Linked DNA regions of Mus musculus: regions 2, 3 and 4 are each linked to region 1. The links are chromatin contacts, called in public HiChIP or PLAC-seq and promoter capture Hi-C maps. All regions are on one chromosome and are shown on one strand. Each heading gives the region's core, a stretch centred on a gene start, on an enhancer-like site or on the middle of the called end of the contact. The rest is flanking DNA. Distances are from core to core; before and after follow the strand shown.

Region 1 (4,240 bases), core at 795-3,294:
AAGCTCAGGTCTAAGGATCAGAGTCTAGAGAAACAGCCATGTCCTAGAAAGGTCTGAAGAGAAAACTTTCCCAAAAGGACTTGGAGGTAGTCATGATCTGGGGGTTTTTTAAAAGACCCTAGCTGGGCGTGGTGGCACACAGCTTTAATCCCAGCACCTGGGAGGCAGAGGCAGGCTGATTTCTGAGTTCAAGACCAGCCTGGTCTACAAAGTGAGTTCCAGGACAGCTAGGGATACAGAGAAACCCTGTCTCGGAAAAACCAAAAATAAATAAATAAATTAATTAATTAATTAAAAAAAAAAAAGACCCTATCCTAGTCCAGGCAGTGGTAATGCACACCTTTAATCCCAGTACTGGGGAGGCAGAAGCAGGTGGATCTCTGTGAGTTTGAGGCCATTCTGGTCTACAGAGCAAGTTCCAGGACAGCCAGGGCTACTCAGAGAAACCCTGTCTTGAAAGTCAAAACAACAAAAAGACCCTGTCCTGGACTAGGGAGGTATGGTGATGTACTGGGAGATATCAGTGGTCCCTGGTCTAAGGACTGTTATTCTCTGAATGGAAGTTCTAAGAAATTACTTAGAGGCTCTGTTAAAAGCGCTCTACTCTAGAGGCAGAATCATAGCAGTAAACCAAATGGTGTCGTGGTAAAGTTGGGCCCTGATGGATCTGGCCAGTCAAGCTTGGGCTTAACAGTTCTCTGCCTGCAGGACGACCTGATGCAGACTATTGGAGTGAGTGCCGCACTGGGAACAGCTGGAGTGGTACTCTGGGGGGACCTGAGCTTCTCTAGCTCTGAGGTGAGCGTTGCCCCTCATCGTGCACATGCTGGAGCCCCAAGATAGGGGAGAAGCCATGCCAAGTCATAGAAAAGGAGCTTTGACCTATCTTTTCTCTGTGTAGGAAAAGTGCTGGCGTCTCCATGACTACTTAGTGGGCACTTTAGGCCCCTATGTGATCAATGTGACCAAGGCTGCCATGGCTTGCAGTCACCAGCGATGTCATGGCCATGGTCGATGTGCCCGGAAAGACCCAGGACAAATGGAAGCCTTTCTACATCTGCAGCCAGATGACAGTCTTGGAGCTTGGAATTCCTTCAGATGCCATTGTTATTCGGGTTGGGCTGGCCCTACCTGCCTGGAGCCTAAACCCTGAGCCCAACATAGAGTCAGGAGTCCCTGCCTTTGCTACTTGACCCTGCTGTCATTTTCCCAGTCCTAGAGGAATTCCCCTTTATGCTTTGTTTAGCTTATGGGACTTTCCCAAGTACATATCCCACTTCCACCAATACAACTTCCATAGAAATTCCTGAGGAGCCGGGCATGGTGGCGCACGCCTTTAATCCCAGCACTCGGGAGGCAGAGGCAGGCCGATTTCTGAGTTCGAGGCCAGCCTGATCTACAAAGTGAGTTCCAGGACAGCCAGGGCTATACAGAGAAACCCTGTCTCAGAAAAAAAAAAAAAAAAAAAAAAGAAGCTTCCGGGTCAGTTCCAGGCATTTAAGGTGACTAGCCTAGGACTTTGTTCCTATACCCCAGCGTATCTATAGAGAAGTAAAATCTAGGTTCAGACAACCCCTACATGCCTCCCAACACACATCCCCCCCAAAAAAAATTAAGCTAAGGTCTGTTAAACGCTAAGCTATTATCTGTATTTTTATCCATAAAGTCACTCTTTCATTACTTGAAGTTTGTCCTCACCATTCTATCTAGGGCCAAACCTGGCGCCTCCAAGCAGGTGCTTCGTTATCAGGCCCTGCAGACGCTTCTAGTGAGAAAGGAAACTACTGAGTTAACTATGAACCGCGCGGGCGGGGGTAGGGGAAGGAGGGGCGAAGTGGGTACGCAGGGCATTGTGGGTACATAGTTTAGCTAGAGCGGCGTCGGCTTATGTGTCTCCGGAATGGACTACTACTCCCGTCGTGCACTGCGCACAACTTGGGCGGTGCTAATCTGTGTACGCTGATGCCTGGGGATAGTAGTTTCGGCCGCGTGTATGTGGATCTGAACTTGGTGGCCGGGAACTCACCTTCCCAGCGACCCATTTGACAGGGCGGGGCGCCTCACGAAGATGGTGGCGCGCGCGGCGTGTGGCTCCTGTCGTCCTCGCCAGTCTCAGCTCAGCACACGGGCCAGCGTTTCGCTGGTTTGGAGTCCCCGCCCTCCGGGTCCCTGACCCCGCGCCCCATTCCCGTGTTCCCAATTCTCGGTTCCAGGAATGCCTCGTGCTCGGAAGGGCAATGCGCTCCGCAAGGGCGGTCAGCGCCGTGGAGGAGGTGAGTCCGGGGGCTCCAGTAGACTTGTTCAGTAGTGAGCGGGGGTGTTCCGTGATTCCCCTTCGATGTCATTGAGGGACCTGAGTTGATGAATCTTCCCAGATCAGCCCAGCGTGACCTCCCAGAACTCTGCTAAGGCTCGCACGTGCCCCAGCTGGCATTGGCCACGTGTGCGCCTCACTTGAGCACATTGCCAGCTGTTTTTCGAAATCCCGCGCCGCAACGATGACTTGACCAGCATTAAGGACCTAGGTTTTCCCATCGCTACTGGGGTAGAAAACCACACCAGAAAGAGCGTGAAGCCAACCCTTTTGCCAAATACTAGTAGTGCATTTGGTAGGCTGCACAAGGAAATTAGCAGAGAGACCTTGTCTGTTCTGTAAAACGGGGAAGTGTGATTGGAAAGGTAGAGAATTGGGGCCCTGTCAATTGGACTAGAGACCGGGAGGACATCCAGAGAGACCGAAGCAGCCTGGAGACTTCTTATCAGACTCAACCAGAAGCATGACCTGTTGCATTAAACAAACAACTGCTGAAAAAGAGTGCCTGCCCAGCATATTTTTGACCTGACAGCCACTTTAATGTGGCTTGGGTCTCGGGGCATTTAATAGGGTGGTGACAGTTCCACAAGAACTAGTACTGAAAGCATATACTTACCGAGAGTGGTCTTAGAATTATGGCAGGCCCTGTGAGGGGAGCTTCTGAGACGGTAAAGAATCTGGCGCAAGGGCCCAGCAGCCAAAGGGACCACAATACAGTGCGGCAGATGAGACCGTCCGGGCAGTTTTGACAAGTAGGATAGTAAGAGAAGAGGTGAACAGAAATCAACGTGTGGGCTGAACGTTTTTTTACAAGCAAGTAATGTTAGTGGTCCCTAAGGTGTAAGGACTCCTACTGGGTCAGAACCTGTCCAGGGTGCCTACCATAGTAGCTGCCCTATTTAAGGCCAGTCTTCAGCCCTGGAGAGAGCTCACAGGCCGTCTCTCTGTTCCTGCCCTACTGACACTTTGAGAGTCCCTATGTTTACTTTTTCAGACACCCGGTCAAGAGCTTCTTCTGGTCTTCCAAGGCTCAGAGGCACCATCGTGTCTATACCTAAAGTTGGTGGCCCTGAGTGGACCAAAGGAAGCTCAGAAAACAATATATTTGAAACACAGAGTGCCCAGCACACCCACAGGGACCTGGGCCTCTGCTGCTCCCAGAGTTGGTAGCCTAGTGAGTGCCGTGGCCTGGAGCAGAGCTATTGCCAGTTACATGTCTTTACCTGCTAGACCGAGGGGCGTACTTTGTTGTCCACACCGTAGAGGCTGGGCAACTGGTCAAATTTTACCTCTGCCCTAATGAGGGGCAGGGGGCACTAATGGTATAGCCCAATGGAGAACATAAGACCTAGGCTCGGTTTAAACCCCTGAGTCTGCCTAGTTCTATAACCTGAGCCCTAACCTTTACATTATCTACTTTTGACCATAACCTAAAGTGGGCCAAAGGCCTCCCTGGGACTCATCCCAGTCCCTTCTGCCACTCTGTGGTTCCTGCTGTCCTTAAAGCAGACTGTGTCCACCAAGCAGAGATAGCACACGACTTTAATCCTAGCACTGGAGAAGCAGAGGCAGGTGGATCTCTGTGAGTTCAAAACCAGCCTGGTCCACAGAGCTAGTTCCAGGACAGCCGACGCTACACAAAGAAACCCTATCTGGGAGAGGAAAAACAAAGGCTATGCCTTCCTGGAGTTCCCACTCGCCGAGTCTGCCAGGTTGTCCCTGAGTAGGCCTAGCTCCTGTGTTCTCTAGCAGATAGGCTTTCTTCCCTTTTTTTCTGCTTCCTAATTCAAGTCCCAGGTTTCAGGCCTTGGTTTGCTCATCTCTGAGATGGGATAGCATTGATGAAGTTAACTGAGGTGCCCTGAGTCACCCTTCACAGGTAGAAGCTGGTCAGATTGGGATTTTATGTCCCCAGGTGCCAGGAGC
Region 2 (4,240 bases), core at 718-3,217, 1.2 Mb before region 1:
TGGGCAGAACCTAGCCAGTTCTCCCCACCTTCCATTCAGAGACCCTCAGAAGCAAGCATGTCTGCACACAATGGGACCCAGCCTTGCCTGAGGACAGCAGGAGACTCTTGTTAATGTGACTCTGGCTTGTCCCTCTGGGGGGGATGTCTCCCTAACAGCATGTTAGGAAATCATGAAATCAGCTGAGCCCATCTTTCCTAAAGAGAAAGGTCTCTCTCTGGGTTTGATTCGCAGCACCACACAGCGCTTCACAATCATCTGTAATCCTAGTTCTGTGAGATCCTACCGTCTCTTCTGGCCTCTGTGATCCATGGACATTCAAATAGAGAAAACACTTCAATCTTTTTAAAAAATTTAAAAGAAGCCGAGAGGTGATGGTGCACACCTTTAATCCTAACACTTGGGAGGCAGAGGCACCCAGGCCAGCCTAGGCTACAGAGAGAATTCCAGGACAGCCAAGAGTACACAGGAAACCCGGTCACCACTGCTTAGCGCTTAGCAAAACTGAAACCAAGAAGGGAGACTGGTACTCAGGATATACCACACATCACCAATTGGCAGGACAGATTGGGACTTAACACTTGGCCTCTGGAAGCTGTCTACCAGCTGTGTCCAGGACAGTACTCACAAAAGGGTCAGCTCTTTATATCTACAACCCCTCCTGACAAGACCCTCCCTGGCTGCCCTACTGTGGCCTTTCTCTAAGCGAATGTAGAAGAGGGCTCCTGCGGCTGAGAAAAAAAGGGAGGGGGGAGAACATTTAATTGGGAGATGGAGATTGAAACTGTAGCCCGATCGGACACCCCTGACACCGCAATCCCGGGTTAGGGTCAAGTTGGCTCAGAGATGACTAGCCCGGGACGGAGTGAGGGACTAAGCCTCAAGTTGGGATCCCCAGCCTGTTAAGAGAATGCACTCGGGGCTTGGGAGGAACAGCTCCCTCCAAGGAAAGACCGCCTTGGTCTGGTCAAAACCTTGCGGTCGGTCCTGCCGCTTTGTTTGAGCCCTACCTGCAGAGCCACGTACCTCCTGAGCCCCACCCGCCTGAGAGCCCGAACAGCACGCTGGACGAGGCCCCGCCCACTTCCAGCTGGGTGGACCCGCCGCGGGACCCGCCTCCTTTCCCCGCAGCCTCTTTCGGCGGCGATTGACTATCTGCCGAGCGCGTGCCCGCCTACCGCGAAACTTGATTGGTGCCTGGAGAGAGAGGTAGGCGAAGGGAAGCTGATTATGGAGCGCTCCCTCCCTCCTACCCGCCCCAATAGGAAAGTCACGTGGCGCTTCACTCCGGGCCAGTCACCACCGCACTTGTAAAAGCTTTCTTAAAGAGCTCGCGTTCCCTTACCCAGGGTTGGTCCTTTCAGAATTCCTCCACTTCTGCCTGCGATTTGCGAGAGCGGTCCTTGAACACCCCCCCCCCAACCCAAGTCACCTATTCCCTCAGCAGACCCTCCAACTCAGGTCTGGAACCTATGGCCATCAAGGGTTGGGATGATGCGGTCATCTGAAACTAAGACCGCCTAACACAGAGCACGACACGTAGTAGGAATTCAGTTTCCATTTGTTGAATGAACGCTATCAGAGAATGAATGAGGATAACAGACAAGAGGAGGGAAGACTGGCTCTGGGTGACCGCCCCCTGCCCCCAATCCTGAAGAAATTCTGCTTCTGTAAATGTTAGGTGGGGTCCCAGTGCAGCCTTTCTGCAAGGCACAGATGTAGGCGCTCAGCCAGAGATCTGCGAGGCCGCCTTGGCTCGCCCCTGGGCAGGTGGTAGCCAGGTCCCGGCTAGGCGGGCCCGTAGGAGCCGGCCGAGGGCGCTCCCGCGCCGCTTGCGGGGGAGGGGCTGCGGAGGCGCGGTGCCTTTAAGCCCAGGCGCCGGCCTCACGGCCCCGCCTCCCGGAGGACGCCCGGGCGCGCGGCCGCCGGAGCCGCGGTTTAATTGGGGCTGTCAGGCCGCGGCACGCGCGGAGGGCCGGCCGGGCGGGACTGAGGCCGGAGGCTGGGAGGCCGGGGCGGCGGGCGCGCGGCTCGGCGGGAGGCGGGCGCCCGGAGACGCGGCTGGGGCCAGCGCGGCCGGGGCGCCGTCCCAGGGCTGGGTTGCCCGGCCCCGGCCCCGGCCCCGGGATCCCCATGAAAAACCAGCTCCGCGGGCCCCCAGTGCGGGCGCACATGTCGACTTCGGGGGCGGCGGCGGCGGCGGCGGCTGGGGGCACTCGGGCGGGGTCGGAGCCCGGTGCGGGATCTGGGTCCGGCGCAGGCATCGGAGCGGGAGCGACGACGGGAGCGGGGGCCATGCCCTGCAAGAGCGCCGAGTGGCTGCAGGAGGAGCTGGAGGCGCGCGGTGGCGCGTCCCTGCTGCTGCTAGATTGCCGGCCGCACGAGCTCTTCGAATCGTCGCACATTGAGACGGCCATCAACCTGGCCATCCCGGGTCTCATGCTGCGCCGCCTGCGCAAAGGCAACCTGCCCATCCGCTCCATCATTCCCAACCATGCCGACAAGGAGCGCTTCGCCACGCGCTGCAAGGCGGCCACCGTGCTGCTCTACGACGAGGCCACGGCGGAGTGGCAGCCCGAGCCCGGCGCCCCCGCCTCCGTTCTCGGCCTGCTCCTGCAGAAGCTGCGAGACGACGGCTGCCAGGCCTACTACCTCCAAGGTGAGGACAGAACCTAGACCCCAGGCGGTATTGGGGCTGCGCCTCTGCTCCCTGGCGCCCTCGCTGCAGGCTGTTTCCTTTCCACTCGCTTGGCCAGGCCGGGCGCCACGTCGCCCCTGGTCCGAATCCGCCCTTCTGGGAGCCATCCCCTAAGGTGTGGATTTAGCCAGGCACAGGGAACCCGATCTGTGTTCTCTTTCTCAGCACCGTTCAGTGGCTGAAACAAACTTTCCCTTTCCTATTTAATTTTTTTCTCTGTGGATGGGTAGACAACAGCGCACAGGCTCCAGTTGAGCTCGGAGGAAGGGAGAGATCGGTACTGGAACCCAGAAAAGAGCAGGGCCCACAGGAATTTATGTCATTAGGAAGATAGGATCGGGAAGGTACCTTTTTCAGTATCACCCACCCTCCAGTGCATGGGCCCGTTTATGATGGTTTCTCTGGGATCCCACTATGGCCCCTATCAATCAGAATCACGGCTTGGAGGCACTTCTGCAGATGTGTGGGCAGTGGCCCAGGTGTGAGTGTGTGTGTGTGTTGGGGAATGGGGAATGGGCCTCAGTTCGCTGCCCCTGAGTTTATGGAAGGGGGAGACAGGCAGCTTGCCTGCGGGCCAGGGGGTGAGGGGAGCTATTGGCTGCAGCCGGTGTTTCCAATTAACATTCCAAAATGGCCTCTTGCTGGCAGCAGACAGGCTGGGAGGGGAGGGGAGTCCTGCGGCACCCTCGGGTGCCGCAGGGCCATGTCTAGCTTCATGGTGTTCCTTGTCTCTCCTGTCCTTGTCTAGCCCCCGTGGCCCCTCTCTTTGAGTCACATGCAGTGTGTCGGGTGCTTGTCCAGGGAAGGTGAATCGCTAGTACCCGGTTCCCCTCTTGCTGGGGAAAGGGACTTCACACCACCCTCCCCAAGTGTGGTTGCTTGGACTCTGCCTCTGACAGGCCCATAGGTGTTCTGGCTCCTCTCTCTTTGGAATAGGGGTTTGCTGACCTACAGGTGCTGGCCTGCGATGGGTTTGTTGGCCTTTCTTTGCCCATTGGCCACTACTGAGCAAGCACTCAGGTGTGTTGATGTATGTGGGAGGTATGGAAGAGAAAGGAGCTGGTACTTGACCTCAGGTGCTCTATATCAAGCCATAGGGCCAGTATACTTTAACAGTTACAGAACCCACTCAAAGCCTCAGTTCCCTTAACTGTGAAGTGGTGATTTTTTAGATGGCCAGAACATGAGTGAGTCCGTGTGTGATGTATTAGGCATGGTCACATTGTCCTTTGACATGGACATGTTGTGTGAGTCCTGACCGTTAATAGTCTTTTGTGGCCCATTTGGACTCACCAGACACCCCACCACCCACCACCCCCAATCTTGCCCTGACCACAGGTGGTTTCAACAAGTTCCAGACGGAATACTCCGAGCATTGTGAGACTAACGTGGACAGCTCGTCCTCCCCGAGTGGCTCGCCACCCACCTCCGTGCTGGGCCTGGGGGGCCTGCGCATCAGCTCTGACTGCTCAGACGGCGAGTCGGACCGAGAGCTGCCCAGCAGTGCCACTGAGTCGGATGGCAGCCCTGTACCATCCAGCC
Region 3 (4,240 bases), core at 1,222-3,721, 1.2 Mb after region 1:
GTTGCACAGGGTTGTCCTAAGAGAGACTGCAGCTAGGGCTTTGAGGATGAACTTGCATTTCTGGTGATCCTTCTCAGAGGGAGAAGGAGAATTGCTCTGAGACCAGCCTAGTCTGAAGTAAAAGCAGTCTGGAATTTAGAATAGCACAGCAGGCCATCAACCCTGGAATGGCAGCCACATTCTCTCATTGCCCCAATGTTTTACTATCTTTATTATTATTATATTTACCACTGAGCATTATGCATCTTCTTTAAGGCAAACAAATCTGCAAATATTTCTGGAGTTTAGCTGGAAGGATAATAAACACCTACCTTAAAAAGTATAAAGGGCTGTGAATATAGTGACTATAGTGACGGAGTGTCTACCTAGTATATATGAAGCCCTGGATTCAATCCCCAATACTGAAGAAACAGACCAAAAAAAGCCAGGGAATGCACACCTGTAATACCAGCTCTTGAGAGTTGGAGGCAAGGAAATCAGCCTACAGTGAATGAGATCTTGTGTTAAAAAAAAAAAAGTAAAAAATATTCCATATGATCATAATTGCTGGGGGAGGAAGGAAGTAGAACAGGGTAGAAAATAAAGGTAGTCTCCAGTGCTGAGGACAGAGCGAGAAGTTAGAGTCTAAAATGTGAGGGTGTGAGAGCTCTGAGGTACAGCCTGTGGAAGGCTGATCTTTCAGGCATAGAGAACCACTGAGGCCAGCCCTGACTGGGCACCGTGTGTGCAGTGCACTTTGAGACTGAGCTGGAGGCCAGCAGAGGAGGCATAGATAGGCGGGAGTGGGCAAGCCTGAGAGTCTAGCTGCCTCTGGAGCCTCTCTGGGGAGTGGTTATTAATCCACAGGCTGATAGATGGAGAGTGGGCTGAAGGCAGCAAGGTCAACAGGGGGCTGGGCGGGAACTGTGACACTGATCTGGAGAGAGACTTGTAGGGGTTTAGGTACTCAAATCACGGTCATGTCAAAAAGTGGTGTGTTCCTGAGACAGCACAAGCTCCTGGCACAACAGATGAATGCAAAACAAACAATACGACAACAGCCATACGGAAACAGTCAAGGAACACACACAGCCAGAGGGCAGGCTGTCTATCAACAGCTGAACACTGAACCAGGAAGAGCCTGAACTGGGCAAACACTTTTGGGGTCGATTAACATGAAGTTGGCATTTAAACCTGAAACCTGGGCCTCTCGGTTCATGCCTGTAATCCCAGTAAGAGGAAGGTTGATGCTGAAGAATTGCCTTAATTTTGAGGCCAGCCTGGGCTACAGAGAGGGATCTGGACTCAATTAGTTAATATTTTAAAAACAAAACCACGACCCGGGGTAAGTGGGTATAGACAGAGAGGAAAAAATGTGAAAAAGAAAAACTAGACAGAACTGAACACAGAGCCATGAAGGCCTCAAGGGAAGGCGATTCCAAGAGGAACCTGTTGGTAATAGGAGTTTCTCTTGTCCACCTTTAGAAAGCAGGGATTAAAAAAATCTGTTTACTGCACTCACTGCAGAGTGTAGGTGCTTAATAAATACTTCAGTTTTAAAAACCTATGAGCTACATCTTTGCTAATGCCCAGGATGCAGGGTTACAACTCTGGCATCCTTTACAGAAAGGCCAATAGCCAAGAAGGAGGTCATCCCATGCCCATGGTTCCCATCGTGCTCCTTGCCTTTCCTGGCTGCGCTGACACTCGTTCACTCATGCAGGAGACCTTCTGAATGACACAGGCTCCAGACAAAGGAGTCTTGGATGAGCTCTATGCTCCAGACCTATCAATTTACCGAGGACCCTATACATCCCTCTGATCAGACTTCTATTGGCTTTTATCTTGTCTGTCTGTCCACTCATCTGTTCACCTGTCTAAACATTTTTTAAAAATTATTATAGTGTGTGTGGTGTGAGTGTGTGTTTGTGAGTGAGAGAGAGACAGAGACAAAGAGCCAGAGAGAAACAGAGCAACGGCTTGACCTGTTGAGCCGTCTTACTGGCCTCCTATAGAGCCATGTATTTGTCTATCGTCTGTAGTCATTCTCTCTGTTCCCTGCTGCTATCCCTTTATCCATCTTAGCGACATGTAGTTCTGTCCATCCATCTGCTAGGTTGACCAGCTTTGCAGTTTATCACAGAATGAATACTGGCCTTGACATTCCTGTATCCTAGGAAACTCCCCAGTGCGGGGCAAACCAGGACTGTCTGTCCATCCACCCTTACCCTAGGCATCCTGCAATCGATCCATTTGGCACACAGCCCATCAGTTACTTCAACTCCAGAACAGACTGGCCACCCTCCTCACTCAGGACAACGCCCCGCCTCTTCCCGCCCCTTGCCCATTCAGGAAGCCGCCCCAAGCGAATCCCGGCGCCCTAGCAACAGTCTTCCAGGCCGCCCAGTCCGCTTGCGCGGCTTCGGGTGCGAGCCAATAGCGAGGGGCCCTGGGAGCGAGGTTGGGGGGCGGGGCTGAGCGCGGCCGCAGCCATTTTGGTGGAAGAGAAACAATAGGACGGAAGCGTCGCGGGACTGGGCTGTGGCCGCAGGTAACGCCCGCCCCGCCCGGCCCGTGGCCCTGTCACCCCGGGGCTCAGGGGAAGAGGTTTTCGGTGCTGGTAGCGGCCGGGCTCCGGGATCCCTGGGAGGCTTGGGTTTGTGAAGGGGGTCCTATGGCTGTCATTGAGAAGCGGTCTCCCCCTTTTTTTGTGTAGTCATCCCTTCCCTATTTACGGGGGGCCATTGTACCTTGCAGTTACTGGGGAGAGTAGCGTTGCCCACCGAGACGGGGCAGAATCTTCCCCCCGGCATTGGAGGGTCTCCCGGAACCGGGGGAGGGGAGGGGGCGGGGGACGACGACAGTGTCTTTCTCCGGTTTTGAAGCGGTCTCCCTGGGTCTTCCGGTGGAGGACAGGATCTCTGGTCTCACAGAGGTCCCCCGGCCACGATCTCCCTGGTCTTTGAGGATGGGGTCTTTATCTTTGGATGGAAGGGTCAGCCCGGATCCTCAGGTACTGTTGTTACCTGGGCCTGCAGATGTGCAGCCATTTTGGGTGTTGAACGTCAGTTGTGCCAGTCAGCTCCTCTTTGATCCCGGAAAGGCGGGGGAGAGGGTGATCTGCGCATCCAACCTTATTGGTTTTTTTTTTTTCCCCTTCTTCTCCTTTAAGATCTTAAAATGGATCAGAAGGTGTCTTCTTTTTTCTTCTTCTTATGCTGATGCTCCTACCACGAGTGGGATTTTATTCATATTTGATAACAAGACTGCATCTATCTTCTGCATCCTTCCTAATGACTTGATTCGTTTTTAGGATTTTAATTTCTATCAAATATCAAGAAAGCTGTACTAGCGGGAAAATGGGGAAAAATGTAGGAACTGGTGAAATCTAGGGCTCTTCTTACACGCGAAAGGAAATAGAGCTAGTCATCGCATGTAAATAAACATTTTGTTAGCAGAAATGTACATAGAGCAAGAACAAAATAATTTCGAATATTTGTAAGAAAAAGTACTGAAGGGATCCAGAGGCAGTGGGAGGGGGATAAGAAGGGACCAGGGGGATGGATATGGTCAAAATACATTGTATACATGTTTGGAATTGTCAACTAATAAATATTTATGAAAATAAAAAGATCCAAAAGAAAGAAGCCCTGGCAGTTTTGAAACAGCAAATATGATGCAGACAAACATTTTGAAAAATTTAAAGGACCTTCCTTGTTGACAGCATTGTTGTTGATTTTCAGTATTTAAAATGTTTGCTGTATTTGCACTTTCCCTGGGATAACATTTTAAGAGATGGGAGATGCTTATTTACCAAGTTGTTGCCGTGGAGAGTGTAATTGTAGGGTTTTGTTTTAATTTTAGCAGCTATCCACAGATAGAAATACAAAATGAGTACTTATGTTTGGTGTGAACAGGCCATCTGACTGCCTACTAAATCTTTTTGGAGATCAAGTTGGTTAAACTATTGAGTGTAACTCAGACTGGTTTACCTGTATTCTAGTTTTCTTTTAAGAGTAGAATTCAAGTGTGTCAGTAGCAGGACTAGACCTGTTACTGTTGTTGAAACCAGTTTATCGTATTTCTTTGACGCTTTAGAGTTTCCTAGGAGACAGATTTTGGTCTTTACAACCAAGTATCTGAACATTAGAATGTGCCAGGAGTCATTGCTGACTGATGAATGGCAGGGCCCTTGCAGAGGATGGCAGGGCCTTTTTGTAAGCCCCAGAGATGTCACTGGTATCTAGGCAACAAGGATGAG
Region 4 (4,240 bases), core at 494-2,993, 1.1 Mb after region 1:
AGAGATTCCTGAAGGAAGGCTGGCCTTGCTGAGCTTAGTGGCACATTCTGGGATCCCCAACTTAGGAGTGTCAGCAGGAGGATCAAAAGTGGGAGACACTGGCTGGGCGTGGTGGCGCACGCCTTTAATCCCAGCACTTGGGAGGCAGAGGCAGGTGAATTTCTGAGTTTGAGGCCAGCCTGGTCTACAGAGTGAGTTCCAGGACAGCCAGGGCTATACAGAGAAACCCTGTCTCAAAAAAAAAAAAAAAAAAAGTGGGAGACACTGTCTCAAAATAAAGCACGCAAGAAAACTGAATCCTGACTTTGTTCAAAGGGCCAATGTGTTATTTTCTTAATGTCAAAGTATTCAAGATGTTAAATATGACTATCTCAGAGAGAAATGGTACAAAATTAGTACTTTTTCCAAGAGTTAAAGTCATCTTCAAAAAAACCTGCCACTCATTTTGAGCTGGTTTCCAAGACATGGCCACATACAAAAGGATAAAGACCTTTTAGTTTGAAGTTGACAGGAACACAAAAAAATTGGCTAGTCGCACAGATGTTTAACTCCAGTTGTAACACTTGGCCCTCAGTAGTCATTTATTAACTACATTTCGAAGAAAACTTCTTGGCTGAAAAATATGAATCAGCAACTTGTTTAAAAACTCAGCAGCATCCCGGGCGTGGTAGTGCAAGCCTTCAATGCCAGCACTTGAGAGGCAGAAGCAGGTGAGTTCGAGTTCGGCCCAGTCTACACAGTGAGTTCCTTGACAGCCATGACTATGTAGACACTGTCTAAAAACAACCAACTCGACACCGCATCTGTCCTAATAATGGCAGGTAGCCGCCGATTACATGGAGTTATTGAAAGTTAGTTTACTTTTAAAAAGTCAAATGTAGTTTCTCAGATATACTAACTACATACATGTCAACACGAAAGCCGTGTGTGGCTTAATGGCTACCATACTGAACAGCAAAGGTCTAGAACGTGTTCGTCGCCGACAGAAAGTTCTACGAGACAGAGTAACAAACAGAAGAACTAAGGCGAGCTCGTCCGAGAACACCACCGCCTCTCTTGAGGCTAGACCAGTGGCGTCGGGCGTGACCGGTCGCACGTCTCTGCGAGGCGCCCCGGTCTTCGCGCGGACACGGAACCCACGCGCGGGGAGGCCCTTTCCCAGGACGGGCGTTAACAAACAGTGCGGCTGGCGCTGCCAAAGCTCCCAACCACCAGAGAAACGGGGAGCCTCCGAGGCGGTGCGTTCGCCTGGAGCGCCCAGAAGGGCAGGCCCGAGCGCACCCGAGCCTCGCGGGCCAGAGGCCCTGGCCTCCGACCTCTCGGGGAGCTAAAGAGCCAACGAGGAAGAGGAACCCAGGAGAGACGCCAGGCACCCGCCGGCGCGGGCTGTCGCCTCCGGGAGTGCCTATCAGTCGGCGGGGAACGTCGGGACCTGGGACGGCCCGGCCTCGCAAGCGGCGGCGAAGGCGGAGCCCGGACCGCGCCGGCGAAACGCGCGGGGATCCCCCCCCTCCCGGCGGCCAGTCAAGAGTAAACAAGGCCTCGACTCCCGCCGCGCACTTACCGGGAGCCGCGACCTCGCGGCCGCAGAGCCCAGGCCGGCCGGACCAGGTCAAGCCAGACCAAACCAGGCTGACGGAGGCGTAGCGGCAGCGGAGGCAGCCGGCGGACGCGGCTCAGGCCCGCGCAGCTTCCTCCGGCAGAGCCGTCCCCCGCAGCTCCGGAAGTGTTCTGCGCCGCGCGTCACTTCCGGTAGGGGTCGACCTGCGGTCGCCCTGGAGGCTCCCAGGCTTCTGACGACTGCGTAGTCGGTTGGAATCGCTTCCTCACCATCCTCTAGCGAGAGCCCCTGGGAGGAACTACTGAGCGTTCGCTTTTGAAGGAATGATGTAGGAATTTGTTTCCTGCGTTATAGCCTACCAGTGTCTTTATTCGATAGTTAGTTTTAGGTTTTCTTGCGTGTATTTTGTGTGTGTCGCACGGCTCGCGTGCAGAAGAGGTCAGAGGACAATTTTCCGGGAGCAGTTTTTCTCCTTCCACCATGTGGGTTTCGAGGATCAAACACTTGTCAGGCGTGGCAGTAAGCGCTTTTTACCCACTGAGCCATCAGACCCTTAGATGAGGTATTTTTAGCTTTTTTTTTTTTTTTTTCCCCTGACCAGACGTCTACCCACTTCACTGTTTATACTCTGACGAACAGCGTGAGAAGACATTCTGGCAACACTGGAGTAGGTTAAAAAGATCATAGTTTCCGGGCAACTATGGTTTGACATGAGCCATACTCGGAATTTCTACGTACGTTAGGAGGAAGTTCTGGCCCATGAGCAATCAGACTTTAGTTTCTCATGACACTATCCCCCTAGCCACCCACTTCTCCGACTTCCACTCACCTTCACGACGGGTATTTTTTGTTTGGTGTGGTTATATTTAGAAGCAACTCACTATATAGCCAAGGCTGGTTTGCCTTGCTAGATTACCAGACCCAGAGATTCATACATCGTAAGTGTTTCGCTGCACAACTTCTACCCACGATATAGACTGCATTAGGACTCCAGTCACCAAGTTCTGGTCACCAAGCCTTGTTGTGGACTGATAGGAGGCTCGCTCAAGTAGCAACTCCATCGAGATGTTAATTACTGGAGTGAAGCCAGAGGCACTGTGAGGTAAATCAATGTTCGTGCAAATCTGTAGATAACCTAGTTCTACCTTTTCTGGAGTGTATGTATTGGTATTCAAGACACCCGGAAAAGTGAGGCAGAAAGAAAAAAGACCGTGTAATAGCCTCTTTTATGTAATTCTTGGAAAAAATATAACTGAAGAGACTTGGGAGTTGGCTGGGCCATTAAGAGCTCTTGCTGTTCTCTCCAGAAACCTGAGGTCCTTGCCCACTATTGATAATGTCCAGGGGATCCGAAGCCCTCTTTGAACCTCTTCCGGCACACACATACTTGTAAACAGAAAATTAAAAAAAAAATTTTTTTTTCTTTTTTGAGAAAAGTTCTCACTATATATCCCTGGATAACCTGAAGCTCTGTACAGACCTAAAACTTACAAACTCACATGTGTGCAGCCACACAATCTACTTAAAATATCTACAAATTTGGGTCATGAATCAAAATCAGGGGTAATCAAATGTTGAAAGTCGCTAGAACAAGAATAGCACTTGGGGTGCAAAGGCTAGGGGAATCATTGAAAGTTCCAGGCCTCGGGAGGCAGAGGCAGGTGGATTTCTGAGTTCAAGGCCAGCCTGGTCTACAGAATGAGTTCCAGGACAGCCAGGACTGCACAGAGAAAAAAAAAAAAAAAAAAAAAGAAAGTAAGTTCCAGGCCAACCTGGTCTACATACTAAGTGCCAGGCTGCCCAACAAGGCAGCCAGAGGTACATGATCAGTAATTATCTTTAACAACAACAAAAAAAGTAGCTGGGCAGTGGTGACACACGCCTTTAATCCCAGCACTTGGGAGACAGAGGCAGGCAGATTTCTGAGTTTGAGGCCAGCCTGGTCTACAGAGTGAGTTCTAGGACATCCAGGGCTATACAGAGAAACCCTGTCTCAAAAAACAAAAAACAAAAAAACAAAACAAAAAAACTGTGCCACTTGCTTTTACAGAGAAGATTCACGTCAATTGATAAAATGTCTTCATTAAATTGGCCTGTAACGAAGACATTTTCTTGATTAATGATTGATGTAGGAGGATCCAGCCCACTATCAACAGTGCCATCTCTGGATGGGTGGTCCTGGCAGTAAAAGATTGGAAACTAAAGCTAGGCAGTGGTGGCACATGCCTTTAATCCTAGCACTTAGGAGGTAGATAGAGCTCTGAGTTCCAGCAAGACCATCCTGGTCTGTGAATCAAGTTCCAGGACAGCCAGGGCTACACAGAGAGACTATATCTTGAGAGAAAGAGAGAGAGAGAGAGAGAGAGAGAGAGAGAGCGCTCAAGCAAGTGAGAGCGAGCAGGCTGAGCAATCCATGGGATCAAACTAGTGAGCCATGCTCTTCCCTTATCCCTGCTTAGGTTTCTGCCTCAAGTTCTTGCCCTAATTTCCTTCTATGAGGGACTATAAGCTAAAAGATGAGATAAATTTTTTCCTCTTCAAATTGCTTTTTGTCATAGCCTTTATCACAGCAATAGAACACAAATCTGGACAAGCCGTGAACTTGGGTACTTGAGTTGACAAAACATATGCATATCACGATGGTCCCTGTGAAGGATCCAAATCATATTTCCTGAAAAC

What was found. Promoter capture Hi-C pulls out the DNA fragments that hold promoters and counts their contacts. HiChIP or PLAC-seq counts read pairs in DNA pulled down with a chosen protein or histone mark. Capture Hi-C pulls out chosen DNA fragments and counts their contacts.
Region 2: a promoter capture Hi-C map of adipose tissue shows a contact between it and region 1, with 2.5 times the contacts expected there. The contact joins the promoter of Dusp7 here to the promoter of Ifrd2 in region 1. A contact is called at or near these places in 4 of 39 promoter capture datasets (the HPC-7 cell line, cranial neural crest, liver and 1 more), 1 of 115 datasets of contacts at active chromatin or transcription factors (acute myeloid leukemia) and 2 of 9 other capture datasets (adipose tissue and liver).
Region 3: a promoter capture Hi-C map of erythroid cells shows a contact between it and region 1, with 11 times the contacts expected there. The contact joins the promoter of Ip6k2 here to the promoter of Ifrd2 in region 1. A contact is called at or near these places in 3 of 39 promoter capture datasets (erythroid cells, liver and pre-B cells) and 3 of 115 datasets of contacts at active chromatin or transcription factors (double positive thymocytes, fetal liver and pancreatic cancer cells).
Region 4: an H3K27ac HiChIP or PLAC-seq map of microglia shows a contact between it and region 1, with 6 times the contacts expected there. The contact joins the promoter of Arih2 here to the promoter of Ifrd2 in region 1. A contact is called at or near these places in 1 of 39 promoter capture datasets (erythroid cells), 2 of 115 datasets of contacts at active chromatin or transcription factors (microglia and pancreatic cancer cells) and 2 of 9 other capture datasets (adipose tissue and liver).

What each region holds. Positions count from the first base shown.
Region 1 is chr9:107,585,674-107,589,913 of GRCm38.p6, forward strand. It overlaps Ifrd2 (interferon-related developmental regulator 2), which reads left to right and starts at 2,045. Exons shown (of 12, transcript NM_025903.2): 1 at 2,045-2,273; 2 at 4,230-4,240. The coding sequence starts at 2,216. Hyal3 (hyaluronoglucosaminidase 3) reads left to right here. Exons shown (of 4, transcript NM_178020.3): 3 at 709-798; 4 at 902-1,686. The coding sequence ends at 1,153.
Region 2 is chr9:106,366,665-106,370,904 of GRCm38.p6, forward strand. Dusp7 (dual specificity phosphatase 7) reads left to right here and starts at 1,968. Exons shown (of 3, transcript NM_153459.4): 1 at 1,968-2,659; 2 at 4,037-4,240. The coding sequence starts at 2,134.
Region 3 is chr9:108,781,341-108,785,580 of GRCm38.p6, forward strand. It overlaps Ip6k2 (inositol hexaphosphate kinase 2), which reads left to right and starts at 2,472. Exons shown (of 6, transcript NM_001379600.1): 1 at 2,472-2,530.
Region 4 is chr9:108,647,665-108,651,904 of GRCm38.p6, forward strand. It overlaps Arih2 (ariadne RBR E3 ubiquitin protein ligase 2), which reads right to left and starts at 1,744. Exons shown (of 16, transcript NM_011790.5): 1 at 1,565-1,744.